2 separate regions of the Mus musculus genome follow, and region 1 is linked to region 2. A link is a contact called in public HiChIP or PLAC-seq data. All regions are on one chromosome and are shown on one strand. The core of a region is the stretch at or near the end of the contact, and the rest is flanking DNA. Distances in the headings are between cores, read along the strand shown. Region 1 holds the start of Rtel1 (regulator of telomere elongation helicase 1). Region 2 holds the start of Tpd52l2 (tumor protein D52-like 2).

Region 1 (4,866 bases), core at 259-2,758, 180 kb before region 2:
CCAAGTGCTGGGATCAAAGGCGTGTGCCACCACCGCCCAGCTAGGATTTTTTTTTTTCAATATGGCAACACTGGGCAGAGGAACAGTGAAGTCCAATTATCTCCCAAATGATCCTTACAGCTCTGATCCTTAGGTTTATTTGGATGATGTGTACATTACTATGCAGCCTTGGGTCCTAACCATCATCTCTAGCTTCAGTCTCTTTGCCACAGTGGTCTGACAAGTTGTCATAACTGCATAAAATCTTCTTCCCTAAGAAGAGTCCCTTCTCTGTCTGGTACCCCTCACTCTTTTCCTTCCTTTCCTGGGGAATTCCAATTTCTGGGGGGTCCATTGTTTAAATGGCCTGATAGTCAAAAGGAAGATCATATGCATCTCTTAGAATATATTCATTCCTTCCAGGATAGTTTCATTATAAGCTGGGCATGCTGCCTCAAAGCAACTACCTATGTGCTGTGAACTAGACTTGTCTTGATGTGAACCCAAGCAGCAGATGAATCAGCTCATGTCTCAGCTTCACTAGTAGCCCAGAAAGTTTTGCCTGGAATTGGTGCCATCCCAGTGTGTGTGGCCTCCTTCATCTTCAAATTCCCAATAAGAGATGAGGGTCTGAAGGAAATCTATAGGTTTGTCAGGGTGTTCTGTAAGTATGATCTCACATGCACAAGTATGGGCATTTCTGTGGGAAACTACCTGGGTATTAAAGAGAAGCTCTGAAACAAGTATCTATTAGTAGTGGAGAGCCAGCCACTGAAATGTCAATTTCTTTCTAATACCTATTGGGATTGCCTGAAATAAACAAACACCTCTGATGTCAGCACCGCCCTGAAGGACTTTGCAGCTCTCTCTTCCCTGGAGCTCCTTGTTGACTGTCAGCTAGTGCTAGGTGCTAGAGATTTAGAGGAACTCACCTGACAGCTAGCAGACACTGATTGGAAAATAAGCTGGACCCTGGGTGAGAGAGGAGGCAGTGAGAACTCTTAATGTGGGGTGGGGGTCTAGGTAAGATGCAGCCATTTGGATTTTATATACTCCAGCTGTGAAAAGATGCCTTTTGTGACTTGAGGTCAGTAACCACAAGAAAGCTTTAGATTTGTTTAGTTGTGCGGACAATGTAAGTGGCCTGGCCAAATGAACTAGTAGATTCCAGAAGATGGAGCTTATAATGCAAAAGTGGGGATGAGTGTCCGGGCGTGCACGCCTTTCATCCCAGCACTTGGAAGAGGCAGGTCAACCTGGTCTACAGAGTGAGCTCTAGGGCAATCAAGGCTACAGAGAGAAAACCTGTTTCGAAACAAACAAGCAAAAAGAGTGGGAGACAAGCGAGACTCTAGACGATATTAAGTGCTTTGGATAGAATACAGAGATGAGGCCAGGTCCACTGCACGAAGCCCCACCCCCCAGCCCCCAGCCCCCTGGCGTCCAGAGGCGAGGGAACCTGCTGACTCAGAAGTCGCGGAACCCGGTTTCCGCCCGGGTGCAAAGTAGCGGACCGGAAGGGAGGAAACGGAAGTGTAGCATTTAGGCGTGGCTACACGGATCTGCCCGCGAAGTTCCAATCAGCGGACTGCGGAGCACGCGGGATCCGTGTCTTTACAGTTGTTTGATACCGGACTTTGAAAGGCAGCCCTACCGAGACAAGTGAGCTGGGAGTCGCTTGACAGTTTTATCTGAGTGGATAGAGGTCATAGATCACGCACTCGCTAGTTCTGAAGTGCCGCGGTGCATTCTGGGTCCCGGGCTCTTGCTGCCAGTGTCTAGCTAGAGGCGCCTCCCTGGGCTAGTTCCAAGACGGCGGATAGATTTTCGCCTGTCAGTAGACTTGGAGGTCTGGAGAAGTTTAGTGACTTGCGGAGGGCTGAACAGATCATGATTCTGTTTTGCTACCTTTGTTTGGTTGGTTTTGGTTTTGCGTGTCAGGATGTCACTGTGTATTCCTGGCTGTCCTGGAACTCGCTCTGCAGACCATGCTGGTCTCGAACTCAGAGATCCATCTGTTTTTTCCTCCTGAGTGCTGGGAACTAAGGCTGGAGCACCACGCCCTGCCTGTTTTACTACTTTATTTGCATTCGGGTGCACACCTGGACCGAATGATGCATGACCCCAATCTTAAGAGCATCAAAGGTTGGAGACATTCCACGCTTTTGTGTTCAGGTCCAGGCCACAAGGGGATGCTCCTAGGTTCTTAGTCACAGACTTTTTGAAGAGTTGCAGGTAGAGTGCTGAAAATGTGCTTGTTTTGATAACTACATTGGGTTTTTGCTTTGCTTTGCTTTTCAGTCTAGGATGGAATTGGGTGAGCCAGGGGATCATCTTTAGATCTCTAAGCTCCTTTTTATTTTTTGAGACAGGGTCTACATAGCCCTGGCTGTCCTGGAACTCCCTGGACATGCTGGCTTCGAACTTAAGAGATACCCCTGCCTCTGCCTCCTGAGAGCTGAGATTAAAGGCGTGTGCCACCATGATAGGCTCTAAGCACCTTTTGATAGGGAAATAACAGATTTTCTGACCCTACAAGGACAGCTTCCTAAAATGATTGGTGTAATGGTCTGTGGCTACAAAGGCTGATTTCTTCTTATCTGTGTTGTAGGGAATTCTTACAGAGGGAAACCTGATGCCACATGCTGCCAACACTTACCTGGAGTGGCTGAAACACTGAGATGATCAGAGGGGTTTGTCTCACAGACCCAGACAGCCTGCATCTTGGCCTACCACCGTGTCTTCCTCAGTATAGGCTGATATGCCCAGGGTAGTCCTGAATGGTGTGACAGTGGATTTTCCTTTCCAGCCCTACCCATGCCAACAGGAATATATGACCAAGGTGCTAGAATGTCTCCAGAAGGTAAAGCTACAAAGCTCAAGACAGTAATTTAGAGAGGGGGCAATGAGGGCATACCTTCAGCAAACCCCTACTGTAGCCCTACCCTCATCCATTCCAGACTGGGTTTGTCTGCATTCTTTGGTTGGAGACTATAACAAGTGAACAAAAGAGATAGTTATAGAGAGGGATAACTTTGAGAATGTATTGCTGTCCTTTCTGAGTAGGTGGTGTTTGTGCTGGGTCTATTTGATAAGGAATGGGCTTAGGAGGCACATTTCTATGCAGAGGAGCAGGAATACCCAGCTTTCACCGTTTGGGGAAAATGTTTTGGAAAGTTTTTTTTTTCTTTTTAGATTTATTTATTGATTGTATGTAAGTACACTGTAGCTGTCTTCAGACACTCCAGAAGAGGGCATCAGATCTTGTTATGGACAGTTGTGGGCCACCATGTGGTTGCTGGGATTTGAATTCACGACCTTCATAAGAGCAGTCGGTGCTCTTAACCGCTGAGCCATCTCTCCAGCCCTTGGAAAGTTTTAAAATGAGACTTTGATTTATTTATTTTATTTTTGAGACAGGATCTAACTTTTAGCCTAGGTGTTCTGGATAAGCCAGGCTAGCTTCAACTCACAGAGATCTGTCTGTCTCTGCCTTCAGCATGCTAGGGCTAAAGGCATGTATTACTGTGGCTGACTTTTGTGTTTGAACCCTGGAAAAAGTCTTTAAATCTTAGGGGTGTGGAGTTTTTAGCTTTCTACTGAGTTTCTTGAGGTTGCCTTTTTGTATTTGAATCACTTTTTCCTCAAATGTCTTCTTCAGGCTTCTATCTGATATCTGGGACAGAAGACATCAAATTCTGTTCAAATATGGTGAATGCCTATATCCAGAATTGTAGAGCAGTTTCCTATTTTGAGACTTAGCACCTGATTAGTCATCTGACTATATTAGGCTGAAATTTTCTGTCATATTTGGAGAAATGCTCTGAAATTATTTTGCTAATGAGGGCGGTTTTTGTTTTTCTGAGATGGTTTCTTTACTTAGCCCTGGCTGTTCTACAACTTACTATGTAGACCAGCCTGGCCTCAAACTCACAGATATCTGTTTGCCTCTGTGTACCACTATAGTTTGCTAATGAGGACATCTTAACTTACAGCTTTTAGTGGAAAATGTCATGAACTAATTTGTGTCCTCTGGGTGTGAGCTGTGCATCTCAGAGTCATCTGACTTCTCTCCACACCCCCTGCTTTTCCCTTTATTGTGCCTGACACCAATTAGAAAGTGAATGGCATCCTGGAGAGCCCCACAGGCACTGGGAAGACGCTGTGCCTCCTCTGTTCCACCTTGGCCTGGCAACAACATCTCCGAGATGCAGTTTCTTCCCTAAAGATTGCTGAGAGAGTTCAAGGGGAACTCTTTGCCAGTCGGACCTTGTCATCCTGGGGGAGTGCTGCTGCCGCCAGCGGAGACTCAATAGGTGACTCCTCTCTCCCCACCCTCACCCCATCTCTCCTGGCCTCTTGTGCGGATGGGAGCGAAGGGAAAGAGCCTGTGACAGGGCCAGTTCATCCAGGCTTCCTCTGTTCTTGGAGCAGAATTTAAGTAGAATTTTGTATCATCTATATTCCTCACCATTTTGGGTATATACCTGGGGTCAGAGTCAGGTTTGTAGATGTCTACAGGACTGAATTAGCTCAGTGCTGCTGCATGTACAAATACACCTGAGAATATGCCTCACAGTTGCTGCCTTTCCTTATGCTTGTGCAGAGTGCTACACAGATATCCCAAAGATCATCTATGCTTCTAGAACGCACTCCCAGCTAACTCAGGTCATCCGTGAGCTTCGGAATACCGCCTACCGGTATGTCGGCATATTCATTACTTGAAGAGTATCTGGATAGTGACCTTGGTTTGGAGCTAGACCAGCACCAGCTGAGTGTATATGTCTATATGTGGGGGGTGAAGACTGGTTGGCTTTGACTACTGTGAGAAAGCAGCTTTGATCTTTGAACTTATGGCTGACCTTGAACCCTGGGCTTCTTGCAGAA
Region 2 (4,520 bases), core at 1,669-4,168:
GCAGCTGTGCTGCTACCCAGGCCCAGTACTCTTGCTCAGACGTACACAAGATGATGTTGTCAGCACCTCGAACCATATACCCTCGATGCCATCTTGCCAAGTGGAGGGGGATGTGGAAGGTAACCGTGGCAATGAGCTGCTGTTGCGCCTTCTACAGCACAGATATCCCTCTGTGATGGCTCGCGAGGGCCGCACCGTGGTAACCCGCTGGCTACGTGCCAGCAACTTGGCTCAAGAAACTGCATTATATGCACGCTACCGCGTTGATGATGAGTGGTGCTTAGCAACACTTCGTTCTTATCGTGAGAGATGCCAGAAGGAGCTGGACGATGCCGAGGCCTGGGGGCCACACGGACTTTCCTTTCCTTGGTTCGTGGGCCAAGGTCTGAGTGCCCGGCGGCGCCGGCAGCTTGCACTGTTCTTGGCACGCAGGCACCTTAAGAACCTGGAGGCAACTCACTGCAGTCCACTGGAGCCTGAGGACTTCCAATTGCCCTGGAGACTATAGCCACTGTTACTGTGACTCATGCATTTGGGCATCTGTACACGTTCTAGCTCCCCCCAACTGTTCCTCTCCTTACATCTATACAGAAAAGCTGGCCGTGCTGGGGATCTTGGTGTCTGGGAGAGTAGGCAGTATATCTTCCTTCACTTTCTTTCTGTTCTTTCCTGCTTCCATCCTTTCTCTTCCTTGCAAACATCTGAATGTCTGTGCCTAATTCTTAAAAGCAATGTAAAGATGAACCTGATCCAATTTATGGTAATGTGTGGTATTTGATCAAGGGAGGCTGTGGAGTCACAGGAAAGTGCCTTTCACATTGGCTTGGGCTACAGGGTAGCTCCTGAGAAGAGAACACTAACGAAAGATTCAAGTAGTTCCCAGTGAAAGGAGACTCCTGGCACTACAGGGTCTCATTGCTAGCAGGTCTCAGCAGATGCTGCTGTGCGGTACCCCCTTCTCATTTCTGTATTCTATGGAGGGGAGATTTACAGAGGGACTGCAGACCTATATTAACAGGGCACAGAGTGGCGTGAGTCCTAGAGATCCTGAATCGTTACCAGATGTTAATGTTACCCACTTGTTACTGGGTGTCATCTTGGGCCAGACCTAAGCTAGGTCTGGGTCTTGTTCATGGCTCAAGAATGCAAAATGAATGTCAGATGTTCAGCTTTCCACTGTCTGTACTGTGGTCACTCACTACATGAAGAAGGGACTAATGCTCTTGTGGTTTCCAGCCCTGTGGGCAGGGGCTGACCAGGCTGGGTTAAGCAAAATGGTAAATGGAGAAGATATATTAGTGGACAGCCTTGAACAGGATACTGTCACATTCAATGAAGCACCTAGTCCTGTGCAAGAAGACACGTGCAGGGAGAAGAGCCAGAGAAGGAACAGGTAGTGGGAAGCATCTAGGAACTAGTACTCACTGGGGCCTAGCTGGAGAGGGAAATTCAACCTTTTTTATGTATATGAGTACACTGTAGCTGTCTTCAGACACTCCAAAAGAGGGCATCAGATCCCATTACAGATGGTTGTAAGCCACCAAGTGATTGCTGGGAATTGGACTCAGGAAGAGTGGTCAATGCTCTTAACTACTGAGCCATCTAACCAGCCCTGAAAATTCAATCTTGTAGGTGGGACAATTCTGAAAGAGGGGGAATATTGTTTTAAGGATTTTTTTTCTTCTGAAAAATATTAAGGGCCAAAAGAAATTGGAAGGCTTGCTTTTAGCAGAGAGTTGCCCAATGGTCACGACTTCCTCATTTGGAATGGGGCGGGGGGGCACTCTTGTTCTCCTGTCAGTGTTGACACACTAAAACCATAAGAACCTCAAAGCTCGGGGCTGGTGAGATGGCTCAGTGGGTAAGAGCACCCGACTGCTCTTCCGAAGGTCAGGAGTTCAAATCCCAGCAACCACATGGTGGCTCACAACCATCTGATCACGAGATCTGACGCCCTCTTCTGGCGTGTCTGAAGACAGCTACAGTGTACTTACATATAATAAATAAATAAATCAAAAAAAAAAAAAAGAACCTCAAAGCTCTGGAGTGATCTTTGGAAATTTACTTTAGCCTCAGTTTGCTCATCTGTAAACTGGGAGGGGGCGCCAGTGCTGGCTCACCTGATGCTGTGAAAAGAAAGTGAGAAAATACCGGAGTGCTTACACTGGGCTGGGCTTCAGTTATTTGGAGGGTCCAACAGGTCCCTGAGGTGTTCAGTGCTGTGTGAACTCTTCCAGTACCAGAATACAAGCCGCCCAGCAGCCCCCAAACAGCTGGCCTACTAGTGTGGGAATCCAGCTGGAGACAGCGGCACCTGCAGGGCAAGAAGACGAATCGCGCTCTCTACACTTTTAGTGCACTCCCTAGACAATAAAAAGTCTCCATAAAGAGGTTGCAAAAGCAAGTTAATTGGTACAATGTTTGCCCAGTATGCATTAAGCTCTGAATTCTCGATCCCCAATACGGTATAAATCAGCTGTGATGGTTTGCTCCTGTAATTCTAGCTCTAGGTAGGTGGACGCAGGAAGATCACAGTAAATTCAAGGTCGTCCTTTGCTGCAAGCAACCTGACTCAAAAACCAAAAGAATTTACAGGGGGTGGGGAGAGGTTGACAGGGGACTGGGGAGTACATAGGCCTGAGTTTGACCTGTCGAGGTGCAAAGTCAGAAGTCTTGTGGGCAGCCGAGGTTAAAGGTGGGAAGTCGGCGAACTGCAACACAATCCGAACCACCCATGCCTCGAGCTTCAGCTGTTCTGCCCTTTTTCACCCTAGAATCTTACTGTGGAACCAGACTAGAAGCATTGCTTCCTGCTTCGCTGCAGTCTGACCTATCAAATTGAAAGATTTGTCTTAGGTGGGGCCAGAAGACGTTCTTATTGGACACTACTTCACCGAGGGCGGGAAGAAGGCGGAGTACGAACCCGAGCGGAAGGAAGGCGGCGCGTCGCTGATTACGTAAGCGACTGCGGCCCTACAGTTCCACTGGCTCGTGTGTACGAAGCTGCCAGCTTGCAGTCCTCGGGGCTGGGCTCCTGTAGGACCTGCGATCCCAGCACCGACGCCAGCTACACCCAGCTGCCGCCTGAACATGGACTCTGCTAGCCAAGGTACCCGCACCGTGGATGGGCAGGGGCTGTGCCGCATTCCCGCCCTCCGAGTCGCGACTCGGCCCCCCCTCAGCCTCTGCCAAACCAATCCGCTGTTTCTCTTCGGCCAAGAGGCCCTTGACCTCAAGGCTCCCGATGGTCTTGCTGTGTGTGCCCTGGCGCCTCGGCCTCCCTTCGGAGCACTGCGAAGCGGCGTTCCTCGGCTCCCTCTCAGTTCCTAGAGTTTCATAACTCCAGACATTTCTCCTTAATGCGCTTCACCCTCTGTCCTCTCGCTGGCTCTGCAGCTCTTTATCTTTCGTTGGGCCGTAGGGGATACCACATCTGGTGCTAGGCTCCTGCGGAGACGTTGTGGGCGGCTCCCTACGGGGAAGGGGCGGTGCAACTATCCTTGTGTTTGGAGCAGCGCCTCTTGGGTGGTAACGCCACTGTAGCCTACTTAGAGATTCTCAAGGGAGAAGGGTTGAGTGAGTCAGGGGCACACCCAGAACACCAGATCTGTTGCCAAAACAGACACCTGAGGCCAGTAAGGAGTTGCTACGGAGAAGTGTGGTTCAGGCTCAGGAGATTAAAATCTTGAGAAGGTGGTACACTGGGGATGCTTACTTAACTACACTGGCTAAATTAAAAAAAAACCTTTCTACTGTTTGGCTTGCACTAACACATTACCTAAGCATTAGAATTTTGGGTTTTTATACATTCTGGATTTTTTTTTCTACTGTGAAGGGAATTTGCAAATTCAGAAGGCTATCTACTGTTTTATTTTCATCTTTAAGTAGTAGATTCTGGTCCCTGGAATGACACTGCTAAGGATGTGACTCAGTCATTGTTGTGTGACAAAATGTTTCCTGGGAAGCCAGGTGTGGTGGCACACGCCTTTAATCCCAGCACTTGGGAGGCAGAGACAGGCAGATTTTTGAGTTGGAGACCAGCCTGGTCTACAAAGTGAGTTCCAGGACAGCCAAGACTATACAGAGAAACCCTGTCTCGAAAAACAAAAACAACCCCCCCCCCAAAAAAAAAAACCTTTCCTGGAAGATGCATCACACATCTATCTACTCATCCCAGCTAGGGAACTCAGAACAGACCAAAGGTACAGATACCACCAAAGTCTACTTTAGTGAAGTAATGTGCATTATTAGGGTTATTTACAGGGATATGGGCAAGGGGTTACTTACAGGAGCAGAAATGACCCAAAGATGGTCGCAACAGCAAATTCCACCCCAACCTGGGTGATAGTTCACAAAGCTGAGAACCTTGAACACAATACACAGCCTGCAGGCAGCTCAACAGGTTGGAAAGTGTCCTTTCGAGGAGCCTCAGTTATAAAGAGGTTTACCTCTTCCAAGCAATTGGCCTGGTATCTGCTTCTTCTGGGCAGCTGCTCTGGTCTCAAAACTCGGCTTTGAAA

The links. HiChIP or PLAC-seq counts read pairs in DNA pulled down with a chosen protein or histone mark.
Region 1: a contact with region 2 is called in an H3K27ac HiChIP or PLAC-seq map of embryonic stem cells, with 4 times the contacts expected there. The contact joins the promoter of Rtel1 here to the promoter of Tpd52l2 in region 2. A contact is called at or near these places in 2 of 39 promoter capture datasets (macrophages and neural stem cells), 1 of 484 Hi-C or Micro-C datasets (uterus), 8 of 115 datasets of contacts at active chromatin or transcription factors (the SCID.adh cell line, bone marrow-derived macrophages, embryonic stem cells and 2 more) and 3 of 9 other capture datasets (adipose tissue, liver and pancreatic islet).

Annotation. Positions count from the first base shown.
Region 1 is chr2:181,318,216-181,323,081 of GRCm38.p6, forward strand. It overlaps Rtel1 (regulator of telomere elongation helicase 1), which reads left to right and starts at 1,509. Exons shown (of 34, transcript NM_001001882.3): 1 at 1,509-1,641; 2 at 2,591-2,842; 3 at 4,097-4,295; 4 at 4,586-4,679. The coding sequence starts at 2,741.
Region 2 is chr2:181,494,224-181,498,743 of GRCm38.p6, forward strand. Tpd52l2 (tumor protein D52-like 2) reads left to right here and starts at 2,919. Exons shown (of 9, transcript NM_001373959.1): 1 at 2,919-3,109. The coding sequence starts at 3,091. It overlaps Abhd16b (abhydrolase domain containing 16B), which reads left to right. Exons shown (of 1, transcript NM_183181.2): 1 at 1-757. The coding sequence ends at 508.